2 separate regions of the Ovis aries genome follow, and region 1 is linked to region 2. The links are chromatin contacts, called in public Hi-C maps. All regions are on one chromosome and are shown on one strand. Each heading gives the region's core, a stretch centred on a gene start, on an enhancer-like site or on the middle of the called end of the contact. The rest is flanking DNA. Distances are from core to core; before and after follow the strand shown. Region 1 has its middle 16 kb from the start of TRNAS-AGA. Region 2 overlaps GDF10 (growth differentiation factor 10).

Region 1 (2,906 bases), core at 322-2,821, 120 kb after region 2:
GAGGGCCTCCCCGGATCTCGCATGAAGGACATGGTGTGTGCGGCCTGGCCTTGCACAGCAGGCAAGCCCCGACCGCCCCGCGCCCCGCTTTCCTGACCCGCTTCCCTTTCTGCTTCAGGGCCCGGTCATTCTCCTGGGAGGGCTTTTGAAGAATGTGCACTCTCACCACTTCCTGCATCTGGAGACTGTCAGGGGAGGATGTTAAAAGTGAAATATGTCAGGTTTAAAATTCGCTGCATCCTCTCACCTCCAGACCCTCCCACAGTTTGTGGCATTCTGCCCTGGAAGATCTTTCTTCACATCTGCCAGCTTGGGCCTCCCTCCTCCCTCTGCTCTGCTTCCAGGCTCCGAGAAAGGATGAGAAGGCTATGGGACCCACCAATCGGAGCTGGAGCCGGGGGTTCCAGGCCCAGTGTCCCAGAACTGCAGGCCAGATCACTGCTCGGAGTCTCAGGCGCCCCCTCTGTGCTATGGAGATGGCAATGGTACCTCTCTCACAGAAATGAAATGCTGAGAGGAGTCAGTATACAGAGCACCAAAGACAGAGCCTGGCGATGAGACGACCAAACACATGTCTTAGTTCCCCCCTAGTTTCTCAGGTGCCTTTTAGGTGTTGGTGGTTTTGTTTTTTATTTCTACAATGCAAAACAGAACACATGCATTTGCACGCACAGCAATGATTAGGATCCAAGATGTAAAAGAAAAAGAAAGCAGTCTTCTGTCTATCGGAGATCAGGATTCTTAAGCATAGCTTACATCCTCTGTGTATCCTAACAAATCTTCTCTACAGTTGGATGAGGTGAGAGCTGCTGCTGCGATTCTGCTGATTGGGATCCCTGGTTGCTTAGTGGCTGGGTGAAGTCAGCGTTGTCACCTTAGAAGGTTGGGATGACCCGACCATCAGCTTTGCAGAGAAGTGTAGTCACATGTTGGGTGAGCTTAAACTGTTATTGATCTTCTCTGAGGCTCAGTTTGCCAATCTGCATAATGGGCAGGTCATGGAGTAAGGAGTTGGTATCATGCCTGGTCCTTTATAGATATCCATACAGATTCCTGCCCAAGGCTTAGAGAAGGCAGGGCCCCAGTGATTGCAGATCCTGGACAATGGACTCATCGGGACTCCACAGTGCTTCTCATCCATAGCCTCTGATCCCAGGGAAGGTGGAACAAAGCAGAGTGGAGACAGAGAAAGTTTGTCTGCAGTAAAGAGCACACCCATATACCATCTGCAGGATCTCTCTTGGAATGGGCCTTCTGCTCCCTCCCAAGTAGGGAGCTTAAGAGGTGGTTATGGCCCTCTGGGTCCACTGGCTGGATGCCTGGGGCATGTGACCAAACCTCTCTGGATCTCATTTTTCATACTGCCCTCACAGGGCTGTTGTGAGGATGAAGTGTGTGCCTGGCACAGGGCATGAGCTTGATAAACAGTGGCCTTTTGTGCTATTCTTGAGGGAGGCCTCTCCCAGCTAGCTCACTGCTCTCTGAAGATCCTGCAAGGTTTATGGGCTGACCCCTGCTGGTACTCTGCTCTCGTTGCCAGGGGAAGGCTGGCAGGTGCCCAGGATACCCACAGGTCTTGCGAGTGCAGGAGGCAGGAAAAAGACTCCTCCAAGGCAGAGACAGTATCTGGGCCCCATCCTCACCAGTGGGACAAAAGAGAGAGAGAGCCCAGACACCTGCCTGTCAGTTTTCACTGGGATTGTGATGCTTTTCACAGTAAGGAAAGTAGAGGATCAGAGATGACCTGTCACTTGCTCCAGGCCACACACGTATCAGTTGCAGGTCTCAGCAGATCCCAGGGCTCATTTCCTAGCGCCGGGCCCTTCCAGCTAGAGACACTCCCAGCATCCTGTGTCTGCATTCATCCGTGCCTATTCTTGGTCCTTGTTGCACTGTTTTCACCAAAGTCAAGGGTACTGGAAAGCCCTCTGCCAGCCTTGCGGAAGCCCTGCCTTCCCTGGGACAAAACATCACAGCCCAGAAATCCTGCTGTGGGACGAACACAGCTGCATGCTTTCTCCTGAACATGGGTAAAAAAAATAAAATGCACTTGTATTTTCTCTCCTTTCTTTTTTTGGCCAGGAATAGAAATATGTCAACACAATATATGTATTTTTTAATTGTTGAGTTACTATCATAAGCTTCAGCAGCATGGGGCAGAAGAGGCTGTTGTGTTTCTTACAGTTTGATTACAGGATAAACTTTCCCGTGAACTGTGGTAAGTTGTTTCTGGAGCTACAGCACCTCCTGGGAGAATTGCTTTAGGAGGCATGGACTGTTTTGACAGCCTCCTGGGGAGGGAATTTCAGTTGGGCTACACACTCAGGAACCTATGGTCTTGCAGCTTGGGGCCACTGAGTCTCAGGCTCCCCTGCTTAAAAGAGAGAAGTTATCCTTGGTCAGGGGCATGAGGAGGTAATTACTGAGTGACTGTGGTTGAACTAGAAGGATAAGAATGGGAAGAGAGGAGTCCTATATGTACAAAATGTGCCCACAAGGAGCCACACTCTACCAGGGACCTTCCTCATGGCCATGATTGTCTCCATTTACTTGGAACATGAAGGTATCATTCACTTGGCAAAGGAGCCCAGTTATCAAGTGAGAGAACCTAGATTCAAATCTAGGTCACATCAAATCTAGATGTGACCCAAACACTGTGCCTTCATGAAAAGAGGTCCACTGGTTGGTGTGGGAAGAAGAAAAATTGATTGAGAAAACCATCTTTTTTGGGACGTATGAGGCAGCAAACCAAGCGTAGTGAGGTGGAGTGGGAGTATTGCAGGCTGAAGCCAAACTCCTCTTGCCTTTCAGAAGGGGTCAGGCTCGGGAGGCTGGAGAGAGGCACGGGAGAGTGATGGGAAAGGAGGCGGCATCACAGCTGCTGTCCTGCTGGCCCCAGCAGGTCC
Region 2 (3,256 bases), core at 448-2,947:
GCAATGGAGCAAACAGTCCCACGTGTGTCCTGCAGACTTGTGAACAATGAGAGCTAGTTGCCACGTGAGCCTCTGCCCTGAGTAGAGGAGGGGAGGGTGGGGACAGGGAGAGTTACACTGCGAAGTCACCGAGGCCAGCTCTGCTGGTTACAGACACCATGCCCTGAAATCCAAGCCAGATTTCCAGAAGAGCCTTGGCAATGAAGGTGTTTAAGAGACTGGACCTGTGTGCGGGGTGGGGCGGGGGGAGGAATGGGGAACGGCCAGCGTCCACGCAACCTCTGTGATTTGCTGTGTGGAAACACACACCTGAAAGGAAGGATCTCCTGCTCTGCAAAAGAAGACAGGTTCTGATTTAAAATTCCAGTGCTATGAAGGCAACACTTTCAAAAGGACAGCCAGACAGCATCCATCTGTGGGTTGTATCCACCCAACAGGCTGCCATTTGGGTATGCCTGTCTAGCTATTCTCTGGCTCAGATGGATGGGAGGTGTTATTATCCCTGCTTACAGACAGGGAACAGAGTGAGGAGGCAGAAGGACTCGCCTACGAGGGCAGAGCTGAGATGACAGCGAGCGGAGCACAGCAGGGCGACCCTACCTTGGGCATCGGGAACTCGCAGGCCCCCGAGCAGTAGTAGGCGTCGAAGGACTTGGGTGAGATGACCCACTCATTCCACCCTATGTCCGCGAAGTCCACCTTCAGATACCTCCGGGAGCAGACCCGTGGCTCATCCCATTGCTTCTTCCGGGCTTTCTGCATCGTCTTCTCATCGAAGTCCAGCACCTGTGAGGAGGCCATGAACACATCCTGGCCCTTCTTCCTGCGGTCCTTGCGGCCTGGCCGAGGCTTCAGTGCACGGAAGGGGCTGGGCCACAGCTCGTGCTTGTGGTAGTGCTGGCCATGGGGGGTATGTGCTGGCCTCTCATCCAGCCCAGGCAGCTCGTTGTTCTGGAGGGGCCCGGGGGCCTGCGTGGCCCGGCGCACGCGGGGGTCTGCTGAGATGTTGGGGGCTGCACCAGGCTCTGGGTCCCCAGCCTGGAAGGGGTCGTATCTTTGCAGTGTCACTGACACGCTGTTGGGCTCTGAGATGGCCAGGTCATTGGCATAGATGAGAATGTAGGGTGCGTGAGGGCCGAGCCTGGGCACTCCTGTGTCCTTCTCTCCAGAATCCAGCTGAGCAGACAGGAGCAGCTCGCCATCGCGGCGGGCCGCCTTGACAATGAGGGAGATGTCCTTGGCCTGCCACAGGCCTCGCGGCGGGGGTGGCAGGGCCATGGCCCCACGGAGCAGCCCCTGAGTGGCCGTGTTCTGCGAAAGGCTGCGGAAGAGCAAGTGCTGGCGTGCGGGGGGGCCAGGGGGCAGCAGGCGGCAGGATGCATTCTTGGCCCGCTGTTTGCAGGGCACCTCACGCGCAGGGGGCCACTGTGGCTCTGCGTAGAAGTGGAATGTGGCCGTCAGGATCATTTCTGAATCTTGCATGGAAGTCAGGTTGAAGAAATACACGGCCTTCTGGTTGACCACTTCTGTAAGGGAAGGACAGACCACAGCCTGTTAGGTTGTCTCCTGGATAAGCCCCGTGTTCACAAGGCCTCCCTCCTCAAGTTACGGAGGAGGAACGCCTATTGATGGGGGCACTTCCAGGCCAGCCAGGCTTTCCGCATCCCCTGTAATTCTCACATTGAACGCATGAGGGCACCCTTTGCTATTTTCAGTGACCAGATGAGTACGCGGGATTAAGGTCAGAGAGGTTAGGGATTGTCCACATCCCATTACAAAGAAAGGAAGAAAAAAAGCCTGCAGACAGGATCCGGGTTGCTGCATGCTGAAGCTCCCATTCCCACCCCTGCGCTCTGATGCCCCTCACTGAACAAGCGTTCCCACCACCTTCATTCATGAGACAAGCTGGAATGAGGTATCTGGGATAGCTCGGGTTGGATCCAAGCCCTGCTGACAGTAGTGCCCCCCCGACCCCGCCTCCGCTGCCTCTTGAATTTGCACAGCCCTCTATTTTATAGACATTAAATGCAGTCCTTTGTCCAAATGAGGTAAATTAAATAGCGTCCCTCGCGCTGTACCTGCATTCTGAGTGGCTTCTGAGAAAAACTGAACTTAAGAACACAGCTGTTCCAGTGTCTGCTATTCACTCTGCCCAAGGCCTTTGGAACTTGTTTTACAAAGAAAGAACACTATCAGGGTTGCAGCAGGTCACTCCGTAGAACCTCCAACATCAGGTTGCTCTCCAGAGGCCAGACCCATGATAAGGACCAGGATCCCTCAAACACATCTGGGGTTGACCCGCACAAGATCACCAACAAGGCAGCCCCACCCTTCCAGCTGGGAAAGACCCTAGGAACCAGGCTTCCAGGCCCTAATGGGACAACACCTTGCTCATCTGCCTCAGAGGGACCTAGAATCTCTGTCTCACCTGAATGCTTGGAGGATTAAATAAATAACATCTATAAGGTGCCAGGCACAGAGGAGGAATGCCCTAAATGTGCTTCCTCATCACTTTTACCCAGATGACCCAGGCTGGCAGAGCAAGAGCCTCCTACACCAGTGCAGGCCCCTCTCAGTCAGTGGTCCAGCTCACACAGCTGAGGAAGAACTTTTCTTTTACCCAATTCAAGTCAACTCCGTCCTTCTGCTAACAGGTTCTTTGCTGGAGAACACTTAGGAAGCTTGAGGGTAGACATTTCGGACTCTTTCCAAAGAGCTGGCTCTTCACAGCAGGATGCAAGCATCTCTGGCCTAGACATCTGCAGCGTGTGATGAGAAGGAAAACAGCCGACTGGGGGGAACCAAGATGGGACTTTCTGGAGAAAAGCACCTTGGCTCCCCTTCCAGTGACAAAGTAGAGGGCAAGAGAGGGACTAAGGAAGTATAACTGGGACCACCAAGGTCAGGACAGCAACCTTGACTTGAGGTGTGTATGACCAGACGAAGGTGCTGGGAGGACTGTCCCCTGGGTGGCAAGACGTGATGTAGACGAGGAGAGTACGGCCTGCCCTGGAGGTTATTTCTGCATGGGGTACAGGAGGGCAATGGTGCATGCTGCCCCTCCCTTAGGATGGAGAGCCAGGGAGAGCACCCTCAGGAACTCAGAAAGGGAAGAATCTTAGCAGTCAGGCAGCCTGATCAATTACACTCAGGGCAGGCAGGAGTCTTTCCTCCATTTGGCTTGAATGCCTTTGGCCATAGGCAGCTTGGCCTTCACTAGGCGGCCCGCTATATGAAGACCCTCCCTGCTTGGAGC

Evidence for each region. Hi-C and Micro-C count contacts between places; a contact is called where the count stands out from the background.
Region 1: a Hi-C map of hypothalamus shows a contact between it and region 2, with 4 times the contacts expected there. The contact joins two enhancer-like sites. A contact is called at or near these places in 3 of 16 Hi-C or Micro-C datasets (hypothalamus, skin fibroblasts and tail adipose tissue).

Annotation. Positions count from the first base shown.
Region 1 is chr25:41,394,385-41,397,290 of ARS-UI_Ramb_v3.0, forward strand. No RefSeq gene overlaps it. Among named protein-coding and RNA genes, the nearest start is that of TRNAS-AGA, 16 kb to the left of the region's middle. Within about 2 kb of position 1,572, at least 14 of the 54 cell types and tissues checked have an H3K27ac peak or open chromatin away from gene starts, as enhancers often do. A contact at or near this core is called in hypothalamus, where this site is marked.
Region 2 is chr25:41,275,729-41,278,984 of ARS-UI_Ramb_v3.0, forward strand. GDF10 (growth differentiation factor 10) reads right to left here. Exons shown (of 3, transcript XM_004021551.6): 2 at 601-1,526. Among named protein-coding and RNA genes, the nearest start is that of GDF10, 9.0 kb to the right of the region's middle. Within about 2 kb of position 1,698, at least 9 of the 54 cell types and tissues checked have an H3K27ac peak or open chromatin away from gene starts, as enhancers often do. A contact at or near this core is called in hypothalamus, where this site is marked.